2 separate regions of the Capra hircus genome follow, and region 2 is linked to region 1. The links are chromatin contacts, called in public Hi-C maps. All regions are on one chromosome and are shown on one strand. The core of a region is the stretch at or near the end of the contact, and the rest is flanking DNA. Distances in the headings are between cores, read along the strand shown. Region 1 has its middle 28 kb from the start of VPS8. Region 2 holds the start of EPHB3 (ephrin type-B receptor 3).

What was found. Hi-C and Micro-C count contacts between places; a contact is called where the count stands out from the background.
Region 2: a contact with region 1 is called in a Hi-C map of blood, with 4 times the contacts expected there. The contact joins the promoter of EPHB3 here to the enhancer-like site in region 1. A contact is called at or near these places in 2 of 5 Hi-C or Micro-C datasets (both in blood).

The regions. Positions count from the first base shown.
Region 1 is chr1:82,117,091-82,123,842 of ARS1.2, forward strand. No RefSeq gene overlaps it. Among named protein-coding and RNA genes, the nearest start is that of VPS8, 28 kb to the left of the region's middle. Within about 2 kb of position 3,156, at least 1 of the 5 cell types and tissues checked has an H3K27ac peak or open chromatin away from gene starts, as enhancers often do.
Region 2 is chr1:82,313,505-82,320,256 of ARS1.2, forward strand. EPHB3 (ephrin type-B receptor 3) reads right to left here and starts at 2,710. Exons shown (of 16, transcript XM_018047087.1): 1 at 2,107-2,710. The coding sequence starts at 2,218.

The DNA of each region.
Region 1 (6,752 bases), core at 1,906-4,405:
CCCTAATTCTTTCTCCCAAAACTTTACCCTCAGCCCTGACTGCTCCCTGCCCACCTTACCGTCCACCTCAGCTTGCCTTGCCCCAGGAGCCACTTCTGTCCTTGGGCTTGATTCTTTCATTCACCACCACTAGCTCCACCCTTCTTCTCTCTGTGCTCTCTTCCCGTCTCTCATCGATGCCTTAGTTTGCCATCCTCTTTCTGTTGTTTCCAGCGCTTCTGCACTGGCTTTAAATTCCACCGACAGCAGAACTACCAGAAAAATGTTCCCTCCCCAAGAAACCTCTCCTCACAGAGGTCTCTGTGCTCTTTGGGGGAGACTGCCTGAGGAAGGTAAAGCAAATCCCCCATTGTTCAGGGCAATTAGCTGCCGTGGATGGGAGCCATTGAACGGCTGCCCACTCGTGGGAGGCTCTTGGCTACAAAAGGCCTATTCATGATAATACATTTTACAGACATCCCGGAGGCCTGTGAGAACCTCTGCCCAGACACCCTGCTCCACAGGAGAGAGAATCCCTGTCAGCTCGAAAGAAACAGTTTTCCTTCCCTCAGATGAACCATCAATTGGGAGCATCTCCTATGCAAATAAGCTTTCTGAAGCCTCTCTGCAGAAGAGACCTTCTTCTTCCATGAAGGCCAGAAAGGGTAACCTTTGGAAGAGTGTGTTCCAGCTTCCTCCTGTGCCTAATTACTGAGCTCCTTTCTTCCTAATCATCTTTATTTTAATGTAAGAATATGGTAAATGTCAGGATGTCATGAGATGAATGTATGATCTAATTTATTTTTGCAGGGAAAAAAAATGAGACCTGAAACATCTATTTAAGTCAGGTGTTCTGAAAATGATTAAATAAGAGGAGTAAGAGGAGGACCTGAGTGTAAAATACAGCTCAAGAGGCCTGGTGCCACCAATTCAACCTGCTTATTACCCTGTACGATGTGAATAATTTATCACATTTTACCCTGCATTAAGCACTGTTGAGGATTAAGCTGCAGTTTATTTGCAGACCACATTAACCCCTACCTGTCTCGACCTGAGGTTTCAGGGCAGGGGGGAGGTATGGGAACTCTCTCTGCTGCTCTAGTGTCCACGTTAGCGAGGGCTGGACAGCAGTAACTAGCCTGATTAACTAGCCCTCTCCAGAGAATTCATCTGGGAATAGAAAGTACCCATGTTGCCTGCTTCTGGGGCATTTTTCTTCTCCTTTCAAGTCCTCCCACTTGGGCTGTCTCCCCCACCCCCGACCATCATGTCCTTTCCATTCTACTTCTTATGTATCCTTTCATCTCTAAGCCATACACACTGGTCCAGGCCCTTACTTCTCATGCTGGACTCAGAGTCACAGCCTCTCCCTCCTGGCCTCCTTGGCTGGCCCCCACCCTCCCATTTATCCTGCATCTGACCAACGTTCCTAAAATCCAATTTTCACCCAGCTTTTCTGGGCTTGGAAGCATTCAGTGGAGAGTCCTGCTCAAGGATGCAGACCTGCCTCCTTCACCCAGCACCCAAGGGTGTGGCACCATCATTTCTCCAACCTCATTTCCTTCTTCTCCTTCCCAGATACCCACCCTTCCAACAAACCGACCCCTCCATCTCTCTGAACAAGCAGACTCTCTCCCACCTCCATCTTTGTTTTTTGTTTCTTTTGCCACACCACACAACTTGTGGGTTCTTAGTTCCCCTATGAGGGATCAAACCCAGGTCCCTGGCAATGGAAGCTTGAAGTCCTAATCACTGGACTGCCAAGGACTTCCCTCACACCTCCACTTTGACCTGCCTTCCTCCCCAGAAGCCGTGCACCCCCTGCATCCAGCCAGCCCAAAATCCCTACTGGCTCACAAACTCATCACTCCTGGCTCCAGACGACTCTGAGCTTCTGTTTCCAGCCAGCCTCAAACCAGTACCCCACTGAGCACCCCTGTAGTGGGAACTGTAGGCTCTGCCTGGAGAGACCCAGAAACTGCAATCAGCTTGAAAGCAAGATCTGAGGACCTGTCTCCAAGGTGTAGCGGGCATTCAGCTGAGTCTTTACAGATCAATGAAAATAGCAACTTTTCTTACGGGGCTTGGATTCACACTTTACATACACACTTCACAACATAATCACACTTTATGTTGATTACAACTTATGTAATCAACATAAGTTGATTTACAACTGCCCATGTTTTAAAAAATGTTATTTGTATTTAGCGCTTTTTGGAGGACTGCCTAATGAAGAGGAAAAGAGCAAAATAAACCTCTCCAAGCCACTCTTTGACATTGTACCACCCTTGAACTATTCAAGGAAGCATAAAAGGCCAATTCACAAGCAAATCTTTTGCACAGAAAAGCACAATTTACACAGCACACCTAGTAGGTGTCAGGATTATTCACAAAATGGGTGTGACCCCAACTTTTGGAACCGTTTATTTGCCTCATTTTCCACCATCTTATTTGGTTTTCCAGATGTCCCTCCAGAACAGGGAGGCAAGCTCACATGGAATGCACAACCCGTCTGCTCCTTTCTCATCCCCCAGTGAGCCTGCTCCAGGACTCTCAGGATCTGCCTCTGTATTCACTCTGCCTGCTCACCTGGCTCCACAGGACCACCCTCCCATCCACTTCCTTCACTCCCACTGGAGACAACCTCAGACCTTACTTAATACTTGAGGATCTCCACAGCATTTTCTCTTTCTGCACTTTCCAACGGGTCTCTTATCTCAGATCCCTTACAGGAGATAAGCAATGAATGACTGGGAGAATGATGTCCCTTGCATGTCCTCGCCTGTGTAATAATATCAGTGTGGCCCATTACTGGCCCTTCACGGAGGTTGTATCGCATCAGCCCTGAGGCTCAGGCACTAATGCGCCCCATTCAGGTGACAGAGCTATCGGCGTATCACCCCTTTCTCCAGGACTTCTAGGTCACCCTGGAGGATCCCGTGTTTCTGACTGAGCCAGGCTCAAAGCTGAAGTTTACACAACACACACCCAGAGTAAATGACCTTCACTGGTCCTAACCTACATACCTGTCTGAAGGACAGAACAGGGACAGGTTTGTGAGCCCAAACAGGATGGGTGGCAGCTTTCAAGTAGTTTCTCTCAGTGGTGAGTAGCTCAGCCTCTATGCCTGGAATGCACTGGAGAACTGCCGTCCAGTCCTCCTCTCGCATAGAGGCCTCATCAGCTTCCTCGTCACACGGGTTACTTCCCCGTTCACTCCCTCCCCAGACGCAGGTCCAGGTGCAGCCTCAGCCCACAGACGCAGCAGGCACCTGGGAAACAGCTGCTGGTGACCCAGATTGTCTTTGGTCAAGGCCAGCCCAGCCTGCAAGGAACAACTTATAGAACCCAATTCGGAGAGTCCTAGGAGCTCTCACCAGCTGGCCAGAGAGACAGAAGCATGTGGCCAGTGGCCCTAGGGCCACCCTTCTCCTAGGGTCTAGGAGACAGTCAGTCCCAGGACTGCAGCCACCAGACCGACCGAGGGACATATCATCTCCAGGGTGGGGATTCAATCTGTGCTTGGACGGGGCCACTAGTTCACATGGGGCACCCTGGCTTCATTGCTCAGCAACTTAATTCAGCATCTGAACAATGAGAATCATACACATACTAAGAAGAATTATTTACCAGCAAGGAAGGAAACTGGAGGAATCCAGAAATCATGAATTCTCTGCACTGGAAGAAAGGATTAAAATCTAAGAAAGGTAGAGGACTGCAATAGGAGGAAAAAAAAAGCCTCAAGTGTGGCAAGAGAAACTATAATTAAAATAGCAAATTGCAATTTTGGGGTGGGTGGAGGGGATAGATGAGCTTAAAGACCAAGGGACATCTAGTGAAGCATCTGACAGAAATGATTCCCAGGGATGTTCTGGGGAGAAAAATCCATCTGGAAACAGAGAAAAGGAAATGAAACAAGAATTTGCTGCATTATTTAAAGCTTTCCATGGTGGGGGTAGGGTAGGGGACATTCAGGAGAGAGGAGGTTAAGAGAGAAGAGAATGGAATTGCTCTACTAAAAGGGATTAAAAGAATCATAAGGGCTTTTTAAAATGACTCAAGCCAAAAAAAAAAAAAAAAAAAGGTGGGGGGGATGCAAATAATTGTAGGCTGTGAAATTAATGGTGGCCAAGATTCTTAGTTCATTCTTTAAATCTGCTTAACAGGAAAAATGAAGGAGAGACATTTGTATGCTTGGGGAGTGATGGAGTCCTTGAAAAGGCAGTTCTATAGAGCACTGACAAGACCAAATGCACAGCAGACAATATGTGTCCTGGGATAAGACTGAGCTGGCAGGGAGCTCAGACTCTGTGGCAGGGGCAATCTGCTTACCTAAAAATACCTGGTGCCCCCTCCCTTGAACATTTGTCTTCCCAAATATCTGACTCCTTCATGAACGTCTGCACATCATGTCCAGAAATTAGCGAGGTCTACAGATGTTCTTGTAACAAATCACATTGGAATTAGGAGGGGCCTGAGTTTGAATCTCGGTGCTGTTACTTTCCAGCTTTGTGACCTTGGGCCAGTTACTGAACCTCTCCGAGTTTCATCACCTTATAGAACTATGGTGAAGATTAAACGGCATTAAATATGACAGAATAGCTGTTGTAATGTTGGGTCAGTGATAGGCTATCAGAGAAGCTTCATTAAATTTAAATCCTCCACCCCTTGTCAGTGTCTTTGGTCCAAAGGATCTTCTTCACTGAGTCCTGTCCTTGCAACACACTGCTTCCTAGGAGCTCCATTTTAGAACTCATTAGGAAACACACCGGAGAAGGCAATGGCAACCCACTCCAGTACTCTCGCGTGGAAAATCCCATGGATGGAGGAGCCTGGTAGGCTACAGTCCATGGAGTCGCGAAGAGTTGGATAAGACTGAGCCATTTCACTTTCACTTTTCACTTTCATGCATTGGAGAAGGAAATGGCAACCCACTCCAGTGTTCTTGCCTGGAGAATCCCAGGGACGGGAGCGTGGTGGGCTGCCATCTATGGGGTCGCACAGAGTCGGACACGACTGAAGTGACTTAGCAGCAGCAGCAGCAGGAAACACACAGGCCTAGAATCCTGGGGGAGGTACAAGTCACCCTGAGCCCCAGCAGAGTCTTCACATTGTCTCTCATCTCGACGTTGACACGCCCAGTAGCCTGCCCCGTTGGTGCAGCAGACCTCTGCACATGACCATCACACTCAAGCCCACCTCTATGCTTTACCACACTGAGGCTCTCTTCAGCCCAGCCCCTTCCCAGAGGGCCCCCCACCCTTATGAGATGTCTTGTACGCCTGAGGCTCAGACTCATCCTGAGGGAGCCCAGCAGGTGTGATTGAGGCACTGGTCCTGCCTGTGAGGGAAGCTGCGGGGAGAAGGGAGGGGGAGAACACTAGGAGACAAACCAGATTCTGAGCAGAAATGATGAGATGCAGATCCTGGGGTAGCAGTGGGGTTGCTGAGGCAGTCTGGGAAGGGAGTCAGCAGGACCTCGTGACGAACTAGTCCTGGGTCAGGAGGATAAGGGAGAAGTGTGCTTGCCTGGAGAGTCCCATGGGCAGAGCGGCCTGGTGGGCCACGGTCCATGGGGTCACGAAGAGCCAGGGCTGACTTGGCAGCAGCTGAGCACACACGCACAGGAGGGTGAGGGGAGCCTAAATGGGCCCGCATCGCCCTCGGTCAGGAACGCTAGGTCTCTCTCCAGGGCGGACAGCGGTGGCTCATCTCCCAGGTAGTGCTGCCTGGGCTGTGCCCTGCGGCCGCTCGTCACTGTCACTGCCTGTTTCTAACAAGTGCACTGGCTTTTCCACTCTTCTTTAACAAGGACCTGGGAGCTCCAGCTTGTGTGTGGGCATGAAAGACAAGGTTCCTCCTGGAGTTGTACTCCCCATCCCGAGGAGGGCTCACCTTACTGTGGCTCCAAGGACCTCATTCAGAGGGACATTCAGTGCTCACCCTGTGCTTCTGAGCCCGAGGCTAATTACGTGCAGGGGGCAGCAAAGAGGAATGAAACATCCCTTGTGTCCCTCACTTCCCAGTGTGTGATGAGAATGGGATATCATCACCAGACCCAGAACTCTCCAGTTTGTGTTTGCCCCATGAGGCCCACCAGGCCTCACTTTGCAGCTCTGGATGAACAGAAGTCTGCTTACTGAGGGTGGGAGAGAGGTGTTCTAACCTCTACCTTACCAACACCTTGGTGGCAGAGGTGGCCACCAATCCCCACTGGCAGCCCTTGCCTGGTATGCCCACCTCCCCCTGGATATCTGGTCCAGATGAAGCAATTTGGAAAGCGTACTAATTAAGTGAGTCAATTACAAGACTGTAACTTGGAGCAAATCGCTGAGCATCTGAGCCTCAGTGTCTTCATCTGTAAAACAAGGACTATCATACATACCTCATGGGACTGTCATTAGGATAAACTAAAAAATGCAAATGCAATCTTTTGGTAAACTATAAACTCCAAATAAATGAACCTTAATAACTGAGTGCTTATGCATAGCCCAGGAAGCATGTCAGCCCATACCCCTTAAGGAGTCTTTCTTAGGCTCCTTGCCTAAACTTCCTTTGTGCCCTACCCTTTCCTCATAGCACTAATCAAGCGGTGTTATAATTCTCCCTTTGCATGTCAATCTCCTACAGTCTACTGACCACTGGGTTTCCTGGCCCACAGCAGCGGGGCTCAGTACAAATCTGCTGAATGAATAGACTGAGGGCCTGGGAAGCGGGGGCTGAAGATGCCAGATATAGCCACCAGGGGGCAATCAAAGCCTTCCCAAGCAGGT
Region 2 (6,752 bases), core at 1,460-3,959, 200 kb after region 1:
GGAGGGCAGGAAGGTGGGTAGGGGGACCACTGGGCTGGGGTCAGCGCCTGAGCCATCATCTCTCTTCTTTCTTTCATTCTCACACTAACTGAAGACCCTAAATTCTGATATATGGCAAACATGAAGGAATTAATGAAAGCCACACTTGGGAGGCACTGCCACCTTCTTAAGAGCGCCCCACACTGGCCTGGCCTCCCAGCTACCACCCACGCAGTCAGGGAAGAGCCCCAGACCCCACTTCACAGCTGAGGGAGGAAGGGACAGAGGAGGGGCCACAGCCCCACTGCCCTCTCTTTCCTGGGCTGCTGCAGCTCACCAGGCTTCTGCCTCCTGGTCTGCCCCTCATGTCCTGGGCCTGGAAAGCCAGATGCCAGCTCCCAGCTAGGACCTGCCAGCTGGGGTCTAAAGGGACCAGCAGATTGTGAAGAGTGACAAGGAGAAATAAAGGAAGGGATACAGGAAGAAGGGACACAGGGAGGGAAGAAGGAAGGACAGGGGTGAGCCTTTTCAGGTAGCCCTTGCTCACCTGACCCAAACCACCCCCCCTTCGCCCCACTCTCAGCATCAGCGTCCACCGCACCCCACAACAAGGGCTCTGGGGCCTGGCACACACAGCCCCGTAAGCGCGTGTGCTGGTGTCGGCTCTCCTAAGCTAAGACACAGACCTGGGAACTCCAGCAGGCTCACACCCTTGAGGCGATCAACAACAAAGCTCCACACTGGTTTCTCACGCCTGTGATCCTATCACACACATGTGGGTGAGTGTGCGCCAAGTGTGGGTGCGACCTCGGTGTGTCTGTCTGGATTTGCATGTGTCCACCCGTGTGAATCAGTCTGTCAGCACCAATGGGCTCAGAGATAAAAGACGATGGGGATTCAGAAGAATGTTTTTTTCCTCCTGGAGAAAATGAAAAAGCACCAGAAGATGCCTTTCTCTCGCAACTCTGTTCTTTTTTCCTTCCAACCTTCAAGTTTACCGACTGTGAACATGAGAACAAACCAAGTCACACAGAATTCATGTTTTTGTTCTTAAACTAAGAAAGTGACTAGATCGGTTAAAGATACTAGAAGTACTGCCTGTCATCTCAGTTTCCCCCAGTCTGTGGTGTCCTTTCCTCCACATTCAGGAAGGGTTTTATTGCCTCATTTAATGGCTCCAAAAATTTTAGAAAACCGTGTGTGCATGTATGTGTATCTGTCTGTCTGTCTATTGTTTGCCCGGTGTCAGTGCCTCTGTCCCCGCAGGCTTGTGTCAAGTGGATTATGTGAGCTCTCCCACGGGGGCCAAAACCACTTAGGCTGTTCATCCAGGCACAGTCCTGTGGAAGTTGGAGCACCACCCCCCTCCCAGCAGCCCTCTCTGCAGGTTTCACACAACCCACGGAGAAGCCTGGCCTTTTCCACTGGATAATGGGTAAGGCATCAGCTCTAGCTCTACCTGAGACAAACCCCACAACCTCTGGAGTTCGGTGGAGACCCCAGCACTGGGGGTGGGGGTCCTGCAAGAAGGCAGAGGGGGAGCGCCGGAGCAGTATGCAACGGCGGTGCACACAGCACCTTGTGGGTAGTTGGCGCTCGGTAAACCGTCAACAATAACAGGCTCCCGCCTCACCATCCCAGCAGCCATCCCCTGACAAAGCGGCGTGCACGCACTCGCTCTCCCGGTTAACTCCAAGAGGTTCCTCGCCGACGCGGCCCCTCAACCCGGGGAGCCCAGCAGCAGCCTCAGAGCCCCGGCCTTGCCTGGTGGGGGTCGCGCACACTTCCCTGCGACCAGGAGGTGCGGAGGACGCCGCTCCTCTATTCTGAGTGCCTGGCACTCCTACAGAAGCTCACCGCCGGGCCATGACTTTTCAGGGACGCTCACCCAGGTCGAGCTGCCTGCGATCCCACAACTGGCAGACAGCCGGCAGCTGGAACCTACGAGGCGGCGCCCAAGGCGTCCCCGCCACCCCAGCTCCAGCCTCTGGAGAGGGTGCGGGTGACCGAGCCTCCTCCGAAGTGCGCCTGGACCGTATCGGACCGACACCGCAGACTCACCCCCGGCCCCCGCTCGGGCGACCCGGACACCTTAACCCTTGGACGCACTCCCCCGACGCCGCTCACCTTCCAGCGCCCGGCAGCCGGCGGGCAGCAGCAGGGGCAGCAGCAGCAACGGAGAGAGCAGCGGCAGGAGCCCCGGCGGCAGCGGCGGCGGCGGCGGGCGGGCTCGGGCCATGGCCGGGACTGGCTCCGGGAGCCGAGCCGGGCCGCGCCGGGCCGCGCCGGCGGGGCTGCGGGCACCCGCAGGAGGATCCGCTCGGCAGGCGCGAGAAGGCTCGCGCACGGTCCCAGGAGATCCAGGCAAGGAGAGGGTGCAATCCAGGCAGTCGGCTCCGGGACCCAGGCGGCGCCCTGAGCCGGGCGATCCTGGGGTAAACGGGCAGGTTGGTCCTGGGGGAATCTGGACGGACAGGTCCAGGAGGATCCGGGGCGCTTGGAAAGCTCGGAGCCAGAGAACTCGGGGAGGCGGGCCGGGGCGGGAGGGAGCGAGTGGTGGTAGTTCGGTGTGCACAGTAATCCAGCGGTCTCCTGCGGGCCCGACTGGGATCTGAGACTCCGGGTGCGCGCGCCGTCCGGGGTCCGAGCTGGGTTCTTGCTGCGCCGCTCACGTACTCACTTCTGCTGTCCCCAGCGCTGGCGCGGCCGCTCTGGATGAGAGGGGCGGGGCTGTCCGCCTGCCTGTCATCGCGGAGTCCCCGCCCCTAGCCATCCGCCGCCCACTCACAGACCGCCAGGCGCGCTGGTTCGGCCTCAACAGCACTCCGCCGGAGTTCAGTTGGCAGCGGTTCCGTCACGCCCACCCTCAGGTTCTCTGAGGCCTGGGGTGGGCGGGGCCAAAGAAAAGATGAATTAGATTGGGCGGAGCGATACTGTCCATCAGAAGGAGAAGCCCGCCTCCTGCCCCCAGTGGTGATTAGTAACCGAACCTGAGTCCGAGGTGCCATTCACGTAAAACGAGCCGGGGGCGCCCCCGTGTGGTCTGTGCGTGCCTGAGGCCGCCCCCATGTGGCTGTCTTTACAGGCACGTCCGAACCCAACCTAATCGCGGCTTACGCACTACCAGGTGGGCGTCCTCTGCGACACATCCTGTGACCAGGACCTTCTCACTTGTTTATTCATTCGTGTATTTCATCATTCTTTGAGCCAAAGACTGACTAGAGTTTTCTGGCGATACAGCAATGGATAAGACAGAGGTTTGTGTTCTCTTGGAGCTAACACAGCGGTGGAGGCAGGCATGAAGTCATCACCGCAGAGTGTAACAGTTATGGAGGAAGGACGGAGTTGCTGGAGACCATGCGAGAGGCATGGCTATGTCTGGCCCTGAGGAAATGACATTCAAGTCGAAATATGAAAGATGAATAGTAGGCGAAGAATATGTGTTTGGGGACCGGGGAGGGCAGTCTCAAGCAAACCATACACGCTTTGTGTGAAGTCCCAGGGGCAAGAGAAACTGATATTCATTGGAGGAAATGGAAAGAAGTTCAGAGTATCTTAAATATAGAGTTGGAGGCTGAGGGGAGCCAAAAGGAAGCTTGGGAGTAGCTGTGGGGAGCAGAGGGTTTTTTTTTTTTTTTTTTTTTTTTTGGACTCAGAAGGCCTTCCTAAGAGCTAGGGTCTGAAGCAGGGGCATTACTTTATCAGGTTAACATGGCTTCTCTGGGAAGGAAGAATGAGAAGAGGCAAGGGTGGAATCAGGGAGGTCAGTGAGGAAGCTGTGCAGTGGGCAGGCAGAGGAAGATGGTGGCTTGGACCAGAGTAGTGGCTGTGGGGATGGAGAGAAGTGGGTAGGTCTAAGATATTTTAGGACACAGAGCTCAGGGGAATTGTGATTGTGTGGTTGAGAAGCATGGGGTAGATAGAGACATTAAGAAGAATCCCCAGGTTTCTGAACTGGGCAAATAGACTCCTACCCCATTTGCTCAACAAACGTTTGCAAAGTGCAAAAACACTGAAAAAAAATCAGTCTAGTTTACTAAGATGTAGATGTTATTATAGCCCCATTTTACAAACGAAACTGACATCTAGAAAGGCTTAGTGATTTGCCCCAAGTCACGGTGCTCATAAGTAGCAGGATGGGATTTGAATCAGAGTCTATAGCTCTTTTTTTTTTTTTTTTAAAGGATTATATAGCTTTCAGACTCACTCATTCTACTTCATCAGACACCTTAGGATCACTTAGGTGCCTGCTAAAAACTCAGAATTCTAAGCCACCCATCCACCTTGGATGTTGGGACTCAGAATTTCTGGGGATATGGAGCCCAACAGTCTGCATTTCAAATAAGCATTCCAGGTGATTCTGATGCACTCTAAAGTCCGAGAGTCACTATCACCATGCAGCCTCTCACTGTCCTAACTGGAGAAACACCCATCCCTCTGAACCTCCTCCAGATACCATGAGATTTCTCAGGACAGAGAGTAAGAGATCAGATTCTGAGCTGCCTCAGAAGCAAAATGGTCACACTTAATCCTTTGACCATGAAGTATCCTAGATCCAGTCCTAAAAGTTCCGTTAGTGTAAACTGATCCATGGATCCAGTGCTCAGGGAGATTGCTCTAGAGAGGTTAGTCCTACTGGCCAGAGGCATGTGAGGGTACATGGGGCTGGAGTGTGGGTGAGGGGTGGGGGAGGATGCCGTGAGATTCCCAGATTTCACCCCTTCAATCTGTTCTCAAGCCCCAGAGACTCCCAGAAACACCGTTCAAGGTTCTAGGTCACAGAAAGGATCTTGGAGATCACCTTGTGCAACTCTCCCATTGCAGAGCTGGAAGCCTGAGGCCCAGAGACAGGCGGGCTGGCCCTAGAGCCCCCTCTGCCCCGGGGTGCTGGTTGCAGTAGGACAGGGTAACATTTCGGCAGGTGGCCTGGCAGCAACACCTCCCAGCTGAAGTCCTGCTCGTAAGGCGGATCTGTGAGGCCGGCAGTCCTGTTTGCTCAACATCTGTGCCAGGGTAAGCCTCGCCCTGGACAAACACAGCCTGCCTAGCGGCAGGCACCCGGCTCCTTTGTTCTCAGGCCTGATAGCAGAGGCTGCAGGGCCAGCAGGTAACGGAGGGCCCGTCCTCACCGGATGTTGGCACTATGGTTCCCACGGGAATGGCTCCTGATCAAGAGGCCGACAGGCTGGAGGGCACCTGAGTACTGGCTACAGCAACCTTGGGCAGGAAGTGACCACCTGGCAACAGAACAGACATGAGCAGAGGGCAGGTGGAGGGACAGGAATAGAGAGCCAGGCCAGATAAGGAGGGCTTTCATCTCTGCAGGGCTAAGTGAGCAGACAGTCTTCGCCCTCTTATCTTTTCAGGCTGATGAAGTACCAAGGAACCCAGGAGCAGGCTCCTCCAGCTTTTGATTTGGAGTGAAGGGAGAACGTCCAGACTGAGGTCAAGATGCCTCTCTCTGGGCCCATCATTCTTTGCCGGTTTGTTTCCAGGAGGGAGATTAATGTAGAAGCAAAACCTTGGACTTTGGCATCAGAGGGAGCTAAGTCTAAATCCTAGCTCAGTCATTTACCAGCTGGGGGACTTATGATAAGAAGCTGAACCTTTCTGAGTCCAAGTATCCATGGGAATGAAGGTGGGACAATGATCATACTGCCCTCACAGGGCTATGATGGTGCTCTGACCACAGGGCCGGGAGCACTGCAAATATCTAATAACTGCAGGTGCCATATAATAATTAACACTCATGCCCCAGAACCAATCTGGACACACGGTCAGTTTTGGGATAATTAAAATAGAATGTATGTGAATTGAATTGGAGCTGGAACCAACTCCAGATTCTCTTTTTAAAAAATGATAAATATGTGTTCCTGGGTTTGTGGTTTGGGGATGGTGGTGAGAAAGACAAAACTAGGAGAAGAGGGCTTTGGGGAAATAAGTGATGGGGGATGAGTGCTTTGGGGGTTTCAGTTAAGAACTAGCGTGGAGGCAGAGAGTCCAGTGAGGAGGGCAAGAAGTGATGGTGACAGGGCTGGCTTTGTACAGCAGGGTAGTCTGAGCAATGGGATGGGTGGTCATTTATAGGAAGAGAAGTAAAAACTCGAGGAGGGGCAATGTGGTTGGGGCAGGAAGGGGGAATAGGGACTGAGGATGTCATTTTGGACTGGCTAGGTTTGGGAGGCCTGTCAGCATTCAGATGGGCTCATGGAGCTGACAGCTGACAACACCACTCCCACCTCCTTCGCTGACCTCCAGTACCACCTAGGCAGCCTCAGATCTGATCTCTCTCTGTCACTTGTAGGCACCACCTCAGGATCTTTGCACTGGCTATTCCCTCTGTCTGGATCTCTTCTTCTTCCAGCTCCTATAGAGCTGCCTCTCAGAATTTAGGTCTCCACTTAAATATCACCTTTCTGACCACTTTGATCTCTTCCCTCCTCCCCCACACCATCACTGTCTCTCCCATTGCACTATATTTTATTTTCCTTATACTTAGCACTAGTTGAGATTATATTACATAGTCATTTGTCTATGTATGCATTGTCTGTCTCCCTTTCTAAAACGTTAGCTTCCTGAGAGCAAGGGCTTGTCTTATTTTCCACTGAATCTGCAGTATAAGGACCACTGACCTGCATGAAGTAGCAATTTACTGAATCAGCCAGTAAGAAGGGCAAATATATGGGATTCCTATTGCCGCTTCCTCCTCCCAAGCCTATGGCAGACGTTGCTCATCAACTATGGGCCGTTTCCTCAATGCCATGCTGCAGACG